Linked DNA regions of Mus musculus: regions 2 and 3 are each linked to region 1. The links are chromatin contacts, called in public HiChIP or PLAC-seq and promoter capture Hi-C maps. All regions are on one chromosome and are shown on one strand. The core of a region is the stretch at or near the end of the contact, and the rest is flanking DNA. Distances in the headings are between cores, read along the strand shown.

What was found. Promoter capture Hi-C pulls out the DNA fragments that hold promoters and counts their contacts. HiChIP or PLAC-seq counts read pairs in DNA pulled down with a chosen protein or histone mark.
Region 2: an H3K27ac HiChIP or PLAC-seq map of microglia shows a contact between it and region 1, with 3 times the contacts expected there. The contact joins two enhancer-like sites. A contact is called at or near these places in 6 of 484 Hi-C or Micro-C datasets (the HL-1 cell line, bone marrow-derived macrophages, cerebral cortex and 3 more), 4 of 115 datasets of contacts at active chromatin or transcription factors (embryonic hindbrain, embryonic stem cells, forebrain and 1 more) and 1 of 9 other capture datasets (embryonic stem cells).
Region 3: a promoter capture Hi-C map of neural stem cells shows a contact between it and region 1. The contact joins the promoter of Aire here to the enhancer-like site in region 1. A contact is called at or near these places in 2 of 39 promoter capture datasets (macrophages and neural stem cells), 1 of 484 Hi-C or Micro-C datasets (nephron progenitors) and 4 of 9 other capture datasets (adipose tissue, embryonic stem cells, liver and 1 more).

What each region holds. Positions count from the first base shown.
Region 1 is chr10:78,220,898-78,225,170 of GRCm38.p6, forward strand. Trappc10 (trafficking protein particle complex 10) reads right to left here. Exons shown (of 23, transcript NM_001081055.2): 4 at 1,767-1,963. Among named protein-coding and RNA genes, the nearest start is that of Trappc10, 22 kb to the right of the region's middle. Within about 2 kb of position 2,249, at least 59 of the 459 cell types and tissues checked have an H3K27ac peak or open chromatin away from gene starts, as enhancers often do. A contact at or near this core is called in cerebral cortex, microglia and neural stem cells, where this site is marked.
Region 2 is chr10:78,386,362-78,390,749 of GRCm38.p6, forward strand. No RefSeq gene overlaps it. Among named protein-coding and RNA genes, the nearest start is that of Mir6907, 20 kb to the right of the region's middle. Within about 2 kb of position 2,015, at least 40 of the 459 cell types and tissues checked have an H3K27ac peak or open chromatin away from gene starts, as enhancers often do. A contact at or near this core is called in cerebral cortex and microglia, where this site is marked.
Region 3 is chr10:78,041,491-78,046,444 of GRCm38.p6, forward strand. Aire (autoimmune regulator (autoimmune polyendocrinopathy candidiasis ectodermal dystrophy)) reads right to left here and starts at 2,120. Exons shown (of 14, transcript NM_009646.2): 1 at 1,899-2,120; 2 at 1,412-1,586; 3 at 1,027-1,182; 4 at 571-645; 5 at 10-123. The coding sequence starts at 2,033. It also overlaps a transcript of Dnmt3l not described here.

The DNA.
Region 1 (4,273 bases), core at 999-3,498:
CTGGCTGTCCCCATAGATATGCCTCTGCCACCACACCTCAACCGTAAGGACAACATTAAGAAGCAAGACAGATACAGTTGACAGACAGGTATGATGCAAGGAGACTGTGCCAATGATGTAAATAAACCTAAACTCAGAAATGGTTTTAAAATCTGGATGCAATGGGCATCAATAGTTCTCCTTAATAAGCATTTTATTAAGCTGCTAGCAAACAGTGAGATGAACCAACCCTGTGCTCTAACACACACCCTCAGGAGACAGCAGCCTCTATGCAACACCAAAAGGTGAGGCAGCATGGAAAAGCCATCCCTCCCATCACCTACCCAGTAGGCACTGATCCCTCTCAGAAGGGCAGAGGCCAGGGCCAGTCACCCCTGATGTCACCTCCCAACGGGTGCTGCATTCTGCCAGCTCAGTACCTATCCCATGGTACTCTCAGGAGCTGCAGCTGCCAACACCCTTGCTGAGCAGCAGCAGCACAGTCTCCCATAGCCTTCACAGTGCAGGATGGAAACCCTCAACACAACAGCACGCATGAGGCAGGGCTTTCCTTCAGCAGCCCGCTGCCTACATAGTCCATGCTGCATAACACTACTACGCCCTAGTCCCTCCTCAGGCCTTTCGACTCCCACGCTCTCTACGTCATCATCTGTTTGCATGATTAAAAAGACAGAGCCCAGCACAGCTAGAGATGTGAGGAATGAACACTGATCAGGAGTGTCTCCTAGGGCACAGAAGACCAGAGCAGCTGCTAACAGGGGCTCATGTGAGGAGGGCCTCAGAAAGACCTCGATGCTACCACCATCTTAGACAATCCCTGAGTTAGCATCTGACTCAGCAGTATTTTGCCAAAGGTGTGAAGAATGGACAGAACCTGTAACCAAGCAACTTCCCTTTAAGGAGCAGATTCTAAGGAAGTCGTTAAGGACATTCACAGGATCTGGGCTGGAAAGACATGGACAATGTCTGTAGGAACAGTAAGCAAACAAGAGCCCAACAGTCCTCAAGGTTTCTGTGTGTGAACTGTACATGGATGTGTTGCCCTATTATGTGTTCACTAGCAATAATGGGACAGGGGCATACACGGAAAATTCCCAATGTACTAAGTGACAACAGCAGCTATCAATGTGCATAGAAAATGACAGTGTTCTGAAGAGTCGCAGAGGAACCGCTCTGCTCTGGGCGCTTTCCCACTCACTTCATACATGCTCTACTTCCCAGCCCAGCCCTGACCCCAAACACCTCCCTCAGGTCCCCAAAGCAGGTTAGTGGCACTCTTATAGGTTCTTGCAGCATGGGGACCCTCCGCTGGTGGCAATGACCATGGGAATGAGAGCATGTCTCACCAGGGCATCTCCGAGACGAGTCAGCACACAGCCACCTGGTCAACTGTGTCTGCAGTGCTAAGGAGAGGAAGTCCCAGCAGGCGCAGAGGAGCAGTAAGACACTACAAGGAAGGGATGAAGCTGCTGCTTTGCAACTTCCTTCCAGGAACTTTTAAAAAGTGGACTATAAACAGAAATGCGTGTCTCACGGTTAAGAAACTACTTGGGGAATTCTACCCTATTCAAGGACTGATCTTCCCCAGGGCCACTGGCCCAGAAGCCTCTCCCCCTAGGCTGTCCACCTGGAGATGAACTGCTAGGCCAGGAATTACAGAGGAGGGGTTTAGGGAAGGGATCCTGCACCCCTCTGTAGTTTTCTAGACTGCCTGAGTCAACGGCTATCACTAACATCAAAGTGGATAAAATGCAAGACATACTTACCTGTCACTCTGTTTATTACAAAAGTCATTTCTTATTTTGTCCACAATAGAAGTTCGGGGAAGGATGTTGGTTTTGTTTTTTTTCTTGGCATCATTTTCAACTACCACTATTAGCCAGTCCACAGAGCTATGAGCTTTCAGAACATTCTGCCACTTGGTGAGGTCGTCTTTTACCGTAGCTTTGTACACTTCAGTATCCTAAAAATAAATAAGTCACTGTGAAGGCGAGCTTCCCAATGCCCCTTTGTCTCTAGGAACAGGGAGGGTGTCAGTAACAAAGAGCCACTAGTCACAGCATTTTAACACACTGTGGTAGCCAGAGGGTAAACCGAGTGGGTGTCTCAGCACTGGCATATTCTGGCACCCAAAGACATAAGATACAGCACCAAGGGCTGAAGAGCTGAGGAGGTCACCCAGGGTGCTATTGCCCAAGAGCCGAGGAAGAGCTTTAGTCAGGGCTCTGTGCCCAAGCCCCGTAAGGCTGTCATTGTCATTAGTCAGCCAGGACCCTAGCTTCTTGCCAGCTGTCCACACACACAGTAACCCTCAGCTCTCAGGAAGCCCTGGAATCCTGATCCAACTTCAATGCCCCTTGAATTCTCCACATAAGAGCCAGAGAGAAGATCACCCAGCTCCCTCACGCTGTCCCAGCTCACAGGAGCTGACAGGAAGCTGCTCAACTCAAAACAGCTCCACTTCTCTCTCCCAGGACTAACCCAAGTGGTGAGAGAAAGCAGTACTCCCTAATACAGTACATGCTGCAACCCTAATACTATAGAGGCCACGGCAGAATTGCAAGGCTGAAGTTAACACAGCATCAACTGCACAGGGAAAGCTTGTCTCAAAACACAAAACAAAGCGGGGCAGTGGTAGTGCATAGCTCTGATCCCAGCACTTGGCACACAGAGGCAGGTGGATCTTAGAGTTTGAGGCCAACCTGGTCTACAGAGTGAGTTTCAGGACAGTCAGAGATACACAGAGAAACCCTGTCTCAAAACAAACAAACAAACAAACAAAAAACCCAAACACTGAAAAATCAAAAAGGATGATCCTTATTAGGATAATTTCAATGAAACCATTTACAATGACCCCAAGAACTAAACTAAGTGGACCTGGGGAAGTTGGATGGTGCATGGCCTCTGTGAAGTTATGACTAAGGCCATAACAGGGTACAAAGGAATACAAACTCACTGCATGCTCCTAGGTTCAAGAGAACTTACCACTATTAAATTCTTCTTGAATCAATAGTAAATTAAACAAGGTAACTTCAATCAAAACTCCCATGCCTCCCACCCCACCCTTCTCTCTTCCTTCTTCCTGTCTCTCCAACTAGCCACCACGGTGTAAAACCTTACACTACACTGTGTAGTGATTTAGTTCTACTGTGCTCATAGATCTGCAGCAGAAGGTGAGGTGTGGAGCTGTGTTTTAAGGCTGGGAGACGGAACACAGTGGGTGAGTCTCTAATGGCTTGGGCCTCCTCATGGCTTTCTGAGAGCACAAGGCTTCATATGACAGTGACTGGGGTCTGGCCAGCAGAAGGCATTGACTGCCTTAAAAATCACAGCCACACAAGCTGAACCAGAAGATATAAAGACCCAGCCTCTCGACGAGGAAAGTCCCTGGCATGCAAAAAAGTACATGTTGGGCAGGGCATCCTGGAAAACACGACTTATACTCGTGACAGCCAGAGGAGAACATGCGTGTCAGCACAAGTTCATTTTAAGTATTTTGAGGCTCACCATGTGCTCTCTCCTCCAACCTTAACACTACACACTATGCAGGAAAACACTGCCTCTGACCCACCACAATCAACAGATCTCAAGTATTCACACCGGTGTACACACAGAACAGGGTTTGAATAGAGTTGAAGTTTCTAATAAAGGGGGAGACTATTAGGAAAATCGTGCCATGCCGATTTGTTGTTCATTTAGACAAGAAGATTGGATGTCTGAGACCCTCAACCCATAACTCTGACCTGCAGAAAAATAACTTGCAGCTTCCAGACCAAACACAAGTGACAAGGTACAGAGTTACCAAAAGAAGTTAGGGGAAGATCAATTATTTTTTTAAAGATTTATTTAGTTATTTCATGTATAACAGAACACTATAGCTGATTTCAGACATACCAGAAGAAGACATCAGATCCCATTACAGATGGTTGTGAGCCACCATGTGGCTGCTGAGAATTGAACTCAGGACCTCTGGAAGAGCAGTCAGTGCTCTTAACTGCGTAGCCATCTCTCTGGTCCCAAGATCAACTCTTATTTCAGACACAAGACCTTCCTGAGTAGGACACATTATCTAGAAACCATCTTTGGCAATCACACGCTTCACTCCATAAAAATTAGTCTAGCTCCAGAGGCACATGCCTGATACTGCCAATACACCCATCTCAAGGAGTATGAGAGAGGACCAGAACATGCCATCACCAGACCACAGAAAACAGGACACAGGCCATAGCACAAGGGACTATGCAGCACATGGAAGACAACTCTTATGGACCCA
Region 2 (4,388 bases), core at 765-3,264, 170 kb after region 1:
AAGAGCTTTCTTTCTTTTATCTCCTTTATAATAATATTATTACTATTACATATTATAATATATAATTATAAAAATATATGCCCTATAGTGATATTATATAATACATAGTACATTATATATTATTATTTCCTATGTAGTAGCTGCCCTGCGGGATGGGCCACGCCAGGCCAGTGGCAGGGCAGAGGAAGAGCTCAGGAGACAGGCAGAAGTGGCAGGGCAAAGGGGGGTACAGGAGACACAGGAAAGAAGAGGGTGGCATCTTGGGTATGGTCTCTGCCATCTAGGGGCTTTTTTTGTCTGGGTAGAACATTCATACAACCCTCTGGGTGGAGCTTCCTGTAGCTCTATAGAAGTTCAACCTTGAGGCTGGAGCAATGGCTCAGTGGTTAAGAGCTTTGGCTGCTATTCCAGAGGTCCTGAGTTCAATTCCCAGCAACCACATGGTGGCTCACAATTGACTGTAACTCCAGTTCCAGGGCTTCTGACTCCTTCACACAGGCAGGCAAATATATATATCACAGCAACCTACATGCTTTGTTCCAGTTGCTTCACTGAGCTGAAAACTAAGGTAGAGAGAGGAATTCACATATTCTGATGTTAACTGGGGCTCACCAGTTATAAATCTAGAGAGACAGAGAGACAGAGACAGAGAGAGGGAAGAGAAGGAGGAGCAGGAGGGGGGGAGGAGGAGGAGGAGGAGAAGGAGGAGGAGGAGGAAGAGGGGGGGGGGAGAAGGAGGAGGAGGGGGAGGAGGAGCAAGACCACCACCACATCTGGGGCTGTTACTTAGGATCCATTTACTTTGGATTTTCACTTTGCTTTTTTGAGACATCCAGCTGTCTCCCTGCCTGGCCCAGAACTCACTACATAGGCCAAATTGGCCTTGAACTCAAGAGATCCACCCATCAACCTTTGAGTGCTGAATGAAAGGTGTGTGCCACCACGCCTGGATCTACGTGTGTGTGTGTGTGTGTGTGTGTGTGTGTGTGTGTGTGTGTGTGTGTGTTATCTATTTATTTAGATACCCTACTAGGACCTGGAAGTTCTCTCTTAATCTGCCTGGGCTTCCTGGCTATGAAGCCCCAGGGATCTGCCTGTTTCTACTTCCCCTCTGCTGGGATTACAAGTTCTGTTCTTTTGTTTATTTGTTTAGGCAAGGGCCCACTATGTAGTTCTGGCTGGTCTAGAACTTGCTATGTATGCCAGGTTGGTCTCAGACTCACAGAGACCTTACCTGTCTCTGCCACCTGAGCACTGGGACTAAAGGAGTGGACCACCACATCTGGCCTCCAAAAAAAAAGTTTTAAATTTAAATCTTATTTATTTAACTAACACATGTGCTGAGAGGGTGTGGGTGTGGGGTGAACTGGGGGTGGTGGTGGTGGTGGTGGTGGTGCACACGCATGCCACAGTGCACATACAGAGGTCAGAGGACAACTTGCAGGAGTAGGTTCTGTAAGTTCAAGGAATCCCCAAATCCTGGTTTTGTGGCAAGTGTGCTCACCTGTTAAATCAATGACATTTAGAGATTAAGAGATTTTTTTTTTTAACCTGTGACATCTTCGTGATTCAGGTGTATCTTTTGCTTGGCATACTGGGCTGAAGGAGGGTTAGCAAGAAACTCTAAAAGACAGCTCTGAATGGTGGCCATTATCACTGCTAATAAAATTAAATACAGTTCCTGTGTCCATGTGTCCCCCCTAGCCCAAGGAACTGTGGGATATCTATGTGCAGCTCTGAGATTCTGCGAGACACCTTCAGACAGGCAGTGCGTGGAGCACAGGGCTGAGCCTCAGTTCTCCTGTACAGGCTCGCTGTGGGTCATCTGAGGATTTAGGAATTGAATGTGGACAGAGCTCCCTGGCACAAGGCCCCTGGGAGCAAGCACCCCTAGTCAGGGTGTCTTTTCTTCCTTTTCTCTGCCTGCTCATTCCGCATGGGGCAGCCTCGGGCCTTGAGGGGACATCAGGAGTGCGGATGTGGCATCAGCCAACCCAGAGCCACCGCGGAAGCCCCAGCTCGATTTCTAAGGCTGATGAAGAAGCAGCCTTGCTTTCCTGGGTGACAGGCAGATCAGGGGGAGGAAGGACGAGCCTTCCCTCGGGGAAGTGCAATTGTGCAGTTTATTTAAAGGAGGTTATATTTTTGGAGCCGGCCTCTTGGAACAGGAAAGTACAGTCATCGCTTCAGAAGAAAAAGAAAGAAAGAAAGAAACAAGAGTTACTGCTAAGTCCCCAGAGAGAAGTTCATTAGCAAACCGGTCAGCTAATTGCCTTCAATGTTCTTCTGGAGTTTAAAGGCTGTGCTACAATAGTAATTCGTGTCTCTGGAACAGTCCACTATAAATAGTGGGGCAATCAGAGCTAAGAGCTGCAAGGAACCGGGAAGGCGCAGGGAATAGCAAGTACCTGGAAAGCCAGTTCGTGAGTGCTGACTGAATGCACAGGCGGAAGGCAGAGGAGGCGCCTTCTCCAGCCCTGCAGCAGTGTCCCTGCCAGCCTGGCACGCAGCGTCCGTGTCCCAGAAACCTCTCCACCTCCTGGCCACAGGCACCCACTCTTGGGTCAGTGTAGGGGGTTGTAAGTCTGCCCTGGCACATGCCTGTTTTGTCTGGTCCTGAGGATCCATGTGGTAACCCATGTGGCCTTGCGTTAGCCTGGCACAAACAGCTCTGCTCCAAACAGCTAGGGCAACAGAGATGGTGGCACAAAAGTTTTAGCTTACTACAAGTGGAGGGCAACTCTCTCCTCAACTTCCAGCCCACAACCCTCTTTCCTTCTCTCCCTCCTCCTCTTAGGACCTGTGTCCTCAGGAGCCAGGTCCTGCCTGTGGACAGCTAGGGTGGGCTACCCCTGCAGAGTTTAGTCCATATGGGGAGTTAATGTAAGAGAGAAGGTGTAAGTGGTCAGACATTGTGTCTAGGAACATGTGACCAGAACAGATGGGGTAACAAGGGCTGGCCAGAATCCTGGGGACCCACTGGCACCTTGAGCTTTAGCATTGCAGCTCCCACTGGGAACCCCAAACCTCCATGGAATTCCTGATCCCTACAAGGAGCATCAATCCTCTGTGGGAAGCTATGGCCCTCCATAGACCACCTGAAAGCCCTCATATGCGAGGCCTGCCTGACCTACCATGGTGCAACCTCAATGTTCATAGAAAGGCTGACAGGGGGCAGGGACAGGGACAGGTTCCTCTGCCTCCAGAGCCTGAGGAGAACATCCCGCCTCATGAGCTTTCAATAGCTAGTGAACAAGGACAACCCAAGAGAACTCTGAGCTTGTGTGGTGAACAGTTGGCTGAGTGTCTACCTTGGATCAGGCCAGCCTCTGGCTCTGCACAGGGTTCATGTATTTATAAGAGATGACTGAGCTTGGAATTGGGAACCCCAGTTCTGTATGGGGGTGGGGTCACTGGCCTCTTTTTTTCTGCTCCCTGTAACCATAGGAGAGCAAACTACCTCTCAAGCAGAGGTTACTGGCTGTGAGCTGTGTGAGGAAGGGTCTTCCCTGTCTTTTGGTCTCCATGGTTAATGTGCAGTGTGGCACCAGTCACACTGATGGTTGTACCCCTGGATGGGGCAGAAGATGCTACCAGAGCCTAGGAGACTCAGCAAGCCTTGGGCCGGTCCTCCTTGCCTGAGTGGCCCTGACCTGCCTGGCCAGCAGTGTCAGGAAGAATGGTGTGTGCCTTGAATCTCAGTACTCAGAGGTGAAGGTAGGTGGATATCCATGACTTCGAGGTCAGCCTGTCCCTCACAAAGAGTTCCAGATCACACAGGGCTTTGTAGTGAGACCCTGTTGCAAGCAAGTGAGCAAGCAAGCAAAACAAACAAAGAGTAAGAAAAGAAATGGGAGCCAGGTGTGGTGGCGCACGCCTTTAATCACAGCACTTGGGAAGCAGAGGCAGGTGGATTTCTGAGTTCAAGGCCAGCCTGGTCTACAAAGTGAGTTCCAGGACAGCCAGGGCTATACAGAGAAACCCTGTCTCAAAAACCAAAAAAAAAAAAAAAGTTTAGCAGGGACTGGGATGGGACTTTGGCAGCCTCTTTGAGCCCCATCCTGGGATTCGATCTTTCTGAGGTTGGGGAGGCTGAGAGTTCTGGGTGAATTAGGCCAGTGTGTAAACCAGTTTTGTAAAGTGCTAAAGTAACTGGAGGGATGGGGTGAGGGGAGGCAGACAATGGGATCTGTCGGGTCCTGTCCGACAACTGTGGCAGATCTCTGCTGAAGTCCCAAGAAAGACTTAAACAGAAAACTAATAGTTGTGCGGGCAGTTCCTGCGCCATTCACTGCAGAGGTCCTGCTATCCCCGGTGATCATGCGGCTGTGGGGTACAGATGGTAGAGGGTGGCAGCCTCGCCAGCCTTTCCCCCAGCAGAGGGCCAA
Region 3 (4,954 bases), core at 870-3,369, 180 kb before region 1:
TGCATTTACCTGACTCAAACACCTGCTGGATAAGGATCCCTTCCACGGCCCCTCGGGTTCCTGGAACATCCCCAGAGGCCACGGTCACAGCTCTCTGGACAGAAGCTGCCATGGTCTGAATTCCTGGAGAGGGTTTGACACAAGTAGACGTATGTGCATGAGCACACGGCCGTGGGGACAGCAGTGTTGGTCATGTTGAGCCCAATGGCAGATTGACAAGAATCTCATGGTGACGTGGGACCTGCGTTATTCTGGGGCACAGAGTTCCTAGGCCATCAGGGGGTGAGGACCAGGAAGCACAGGTGGATGGTGGATGGTGGGTGGGTGTGGTCAAGGTTGGGCGCAGCTGAGGAACAGGGATAGTTTCCTTGTGGTTCTTTTTCTGGGCTGGCTAGAAGATTGGGAGCATTAAAATGGGCAGAGGTCTGGGAGGAGACACCCAGGGCATTGTGGGTAGGAGAATGGCAAGACAGTTGGATCTAAGGAGTCCCTATCTTTCTCTGGCTTTGCCATCCAGCTGAGGTCAATGGGATCAGACCTCCTCCAACCTCCACTCTTGGCCTAACTCACCGTTTCCAAGAGGAAGGTGCTGTGACTCCAAGTTGCCATCTGGCTTCTTAGGGGGCTTAGTCTTCAGGTGGGAGCCTGCGAAGGGGAGGTAGAGGCAGCCTGGGCCCACTTTTCTGGGCTGGGGTCATGTTGACGGATCCAGGGTAGAAAGTGAGGATGGGAGAGAGAGCAGCTGGTAAGGGTCAGATCGACGGTTCTTAAGCTGTGATGGGCTGTTTCCTTCTTCAACAGAAAGGAAATCAAAACCACCTGCCTGCCTCACCGCCCAGAAACTCAGCCTTTGGGACAGTAAGACGCTGAGAGGCTGTGGGCCTCCTCCAATGCTCAGGTCTGAGGGCTCAGAGGTGACTCTGTGACCCTGGCAGGCTGGCCCTGGGGTGGTGTCAGTAAGACAGAAGCTCCTAAGAGCCGGTTGGGGAGGGCCCAGCAACCCTGGCTAGCTCCTCTTGAGTGTACCTGGGCTGGAGACGCTCTTTGAGGCCAGAGTTGCTGGTGGGGTGGCTCGAGGCTCCTCCAGTGCTTTTCTCTTGGTGGGGGGTCTGGGTGGCAGTACCGCGGCCTTGGGACCAGCAAGGGGCTTTCTCCCTTTCCGGGACTGGTTTAGGTCCACATCTGCAGCTCAGGGGCAGGAACAATGGTCCTGTCTTAAAGCCTTATCTTCAGGGTGAGCTCTAGAATGGGGCACTCTTGAGGACGAGAAAGAGCAGACCTCTGCCCTTTGCTTCTTAGGATCTGCCCAAGTTCTAGTGGCTCCCTGAAAACATGGGCCGACTTGTATCCATATCCCCGATGCTACCCATTGGCTGAGCATCAGCTCCAGCATCAATCAGCACACGCCCACCTTTTGGGAAGCCGTCCAGGATGCTATGCAGGCGGCTGTACCGCTCCAGATTGTAGTCCTTAAAGAGAATCCTCCAGAAATCCAGGATGGCCCCACTGTCCCGGGTCAGGAGCCAGGACAGCAGGGCGTGGAAGGCCTGGGGGCAGCCTTCCTTCTCCTTCAGACGGAGCGTCTCCTGCAGTGACAGCATTGGGCACCTGGGCATATCATTCTCCAACTCCTGCCTCTTTGGGATAAGGGAGACTTGCCTATTCCTGTCTATCCCTGGGCCCTGGAGCAGTTAGGGGGCATAGGGTGTGAGGTTAGGGAACTCACCTGGGACTTGATCTGGAGAGGTCTCCTGAGGAGGGCTTGGGACCACTCCTTGGCTGGTAGGGGGAGGGTATGGGTATAGTATGGGTTTTGGCTGAGGTTGGGAGGGAACACCTAGTCTGCGGGTGGAGGAGTGGGGAGAATGAGAGGCACCGGGGGCGGGACTGGAGCCCACCTGGAACTTGTCCTCAGGGACCACGTCGTGGTCGGCTAGAGCATGCAGCAGCGGAAAGGCACTGTCTATGGCCACCGCGATCTCGGTGCGGTGCAGCCTCAGCAGACGGCGTAGCATTCCATCCCCACCTGCCATCTTCCTCACAGGGGCTGCGCCTCGGCGCCCCCTGCTGGCCCACGCGCGCTTGCGTTCCCTTCTCCCTTCCTTGGGTGTCGTGGTGCTATCCGGAGAGGCACCTGTAAGCGTTTATATTTACTCCCCAGCGGCGGAAAGGCGACGTTTGTCTTGCTCAGCGACTCTGTTATACTTTCAACCAGGAAAGAACAGAGGCTGTTGTTTAGCCTAGAGCCAATCAGGGCCCAGCTTTCGAAAGCTGGGCTAGAGACTGCCCTGCCTTTGGGTTCAGGACGCTCTGATACTCTTTCTTTGTGAGATCCAGTGCAGCTGCCTGGCCTCGGGATAGAGGAAGCGGGAAAGTTGTCTCTCCAGTCTCCCTACAGAGGATCTGTTTATGGGTTAAAAACCGGGACTGGCGGGAAAGATGGCTCTGTGGACAAATTGCCTGTGTGGGGAAGCAAAGACAGGAGTGGCTGTAGAGCTCACTGACCAGGCAACTAACTGAATGGATAAGCTCAAGCAAGGTTCAGGGATAGAACCTGCCTCAAAATATTACATGGAAAGCTGAGTGTGGTGGCTCACGCCTTTAGTGCCAGCACTAGGGAGGCAGAGACAGGCGGATCTCTGTGAGTTTGAGGCCAACTTGGTCTAAAAAGTGAGTTCCAGGGCAGCCAGGGCTACACAGACAGAAACCCTACGCAGAGAAACTGAATTTTTTTAAAAAAGAAGTTAGGTGAACAATTGAAGAAAACACCCTATATTCACTATTCCATACACATGTACATATGCAAGCGAGAATGCACGCACACGCACACACACACACACACACACACACACACACACTGAACTTAAAAAGAGAGGGGCCAGAGAGATGGCTCAGTGGTAAGAGCACTTGTTCCTCTTGCAGAGCACTTGGGCTTGTTTCTCAACACCCACAGGATGGCTCACAACCCTTTGTAACTCCGGTTCCAGAGCATCTGATGCCCTCTTTGGCTCCTACTGGCACTGCATGAATGTGGTGACCAAATATACATCATGCAAGCAAGGCACTTAAACACATAAAAGAAAATAATAAAATAAAATAACTGGGGGAGGAGAGGGGAGGGGAAGAGAGAAGGGGAGGGAGGAGCCAAAATAGTGCTCTAGCCACAGCCTGGCTGTCCAGACCTGCTGGCACCTCTGGGTAGCCACAATAGGAGACCTCTGTAACTGGCTGGACAGTGGACCCCGCTGGGAACCCCATCTGTCCTTGGCTGAGGGCTGGGGGAGTAGAGTGGAAGATTTTAGCAGGACAGTGGAGATGGTTCATCCTGTGTGATAGTGGGTGAAAAGGACACATGGCCTACCTCTGTGCTCAGAGGTGGCTGGCAAACTGAACTAGGAATGTGTTAGATAGAGTACAACAGGAAGAGGAAAGAAGGCAGAGAGCCCATAGACCAGGGCTATGGCCCTTTAATATCTTCATGTTGTGGTGACCCACCCCCACCATAAAATTATTTCACTGCTACTTTATAACTGTAATTTTGCTAGTTATGAATCATAATATAAACATCTGATACACAGAATATCTGATAGGTGACCCCTGCGAAAGGGTTGTTCAACCCCCAAAGGGGTCGTGACCCACAGGTTGAGAACTGCTGCCCTAAACAGATGCCCCTGGACCACACAAGTTCCTGTCTTGTTCTCCTCAATAGTCGAAGGAGCAGTTTCAGGATTCATGATAGAGCCCGGAGGGTACTGCCTGAAAGACAGGGCCTCCAAGCAAATCAGGGAGGTGTCCTGGAGGCAGATGGAAAAGGATGCAGAGGTGGGCATGCGTGGAACTTGTACCCCCAGCAAAGTGAGATTGTACAGCTGCAAGTGGCCTGGGAGGTGACAAACTTTTAGAGTAAAGTGTGATCAGGTCTGTGCTGGGGTCCCTAACATGAGTGTTGACAGTTGAGTGTGTGTGTGTGTGTGTGTGTGTGTGTGTGTGTGTGTGTGTGTGTGTGTGTGTGTTGCTAGTCCTGGCACTGGTCTCTGCTGGATCCTCCTACCTCAGGGTCCCCCTGAGAGTTCTCCATGTGCTGAGGTTGTTCTCCACTGTGTGTGTTGGGTGGGGGGGCGGGGATCAGTATTGAAAGTAGGTAAGGGGGTTCAGCATGAGGACCAGGTGTTGGGGGGAAGAAAGGAAAGCCTCATTGTGAAGGGTCAGTCACTTCAGAGCCGGGGTGCATGCATATAGCAAGATAGGCGGAGGAGAATGTTCTAAAGGTTGTGAGTGGAGAGCAGGGGCCTCCCATTGTTCATGTCTGGGCTCTAAGCCATAACCATAGTGCCTTTGGAAGTGGCTATGGGGGCTGCTGACATCTGCACCCTTCCTCCCACAGATGCTGAGAAGGAAGCATTAGGTGATGCCAAAATGGGCTTCCTGAGAAACACCACCTCTTCCTCATCCCCAAAGGAGGTTTCTGCTCACTGGCCTCTCCCACTGTCTCAGGCAGGTATGCAGTTACTATGGAACCATCAACCCCAGCCCCCTGTAAAACCCAGCACCTAACAAGCATGACTCCTGCAGGCCAGAGCACAGAGATTCCTCACTGGCATGATGGATTGGACACAGGCCCCAGTCCCTTGCTCCCTGTTCACACCTTGCCAGGGTCTTAAGAACACTGATGGAGTCTCTGCGTCCACCAGTTCCAGAACACACACACTAGGTACCCAAGATGCCAGAGGCACTTCTGGTACCTTTGAGTGATCAGGTGCTGATCTTGTGGTGGCTCAGCCAGCCCCTTACTTAGTAGGATTATTATTCACCTCATGTCATGCCTGCAGCCCGGGGGTTTCTCCCCAGTTAGGGGCTTCTCCTCAGATGGGGATTTCTCTGCCAAAGGCAGTGGATAAAGAAGAACTTAGAATTGCAGTGTAAGACTAAAGTCTACACTTTTCAAAAAAGTCTG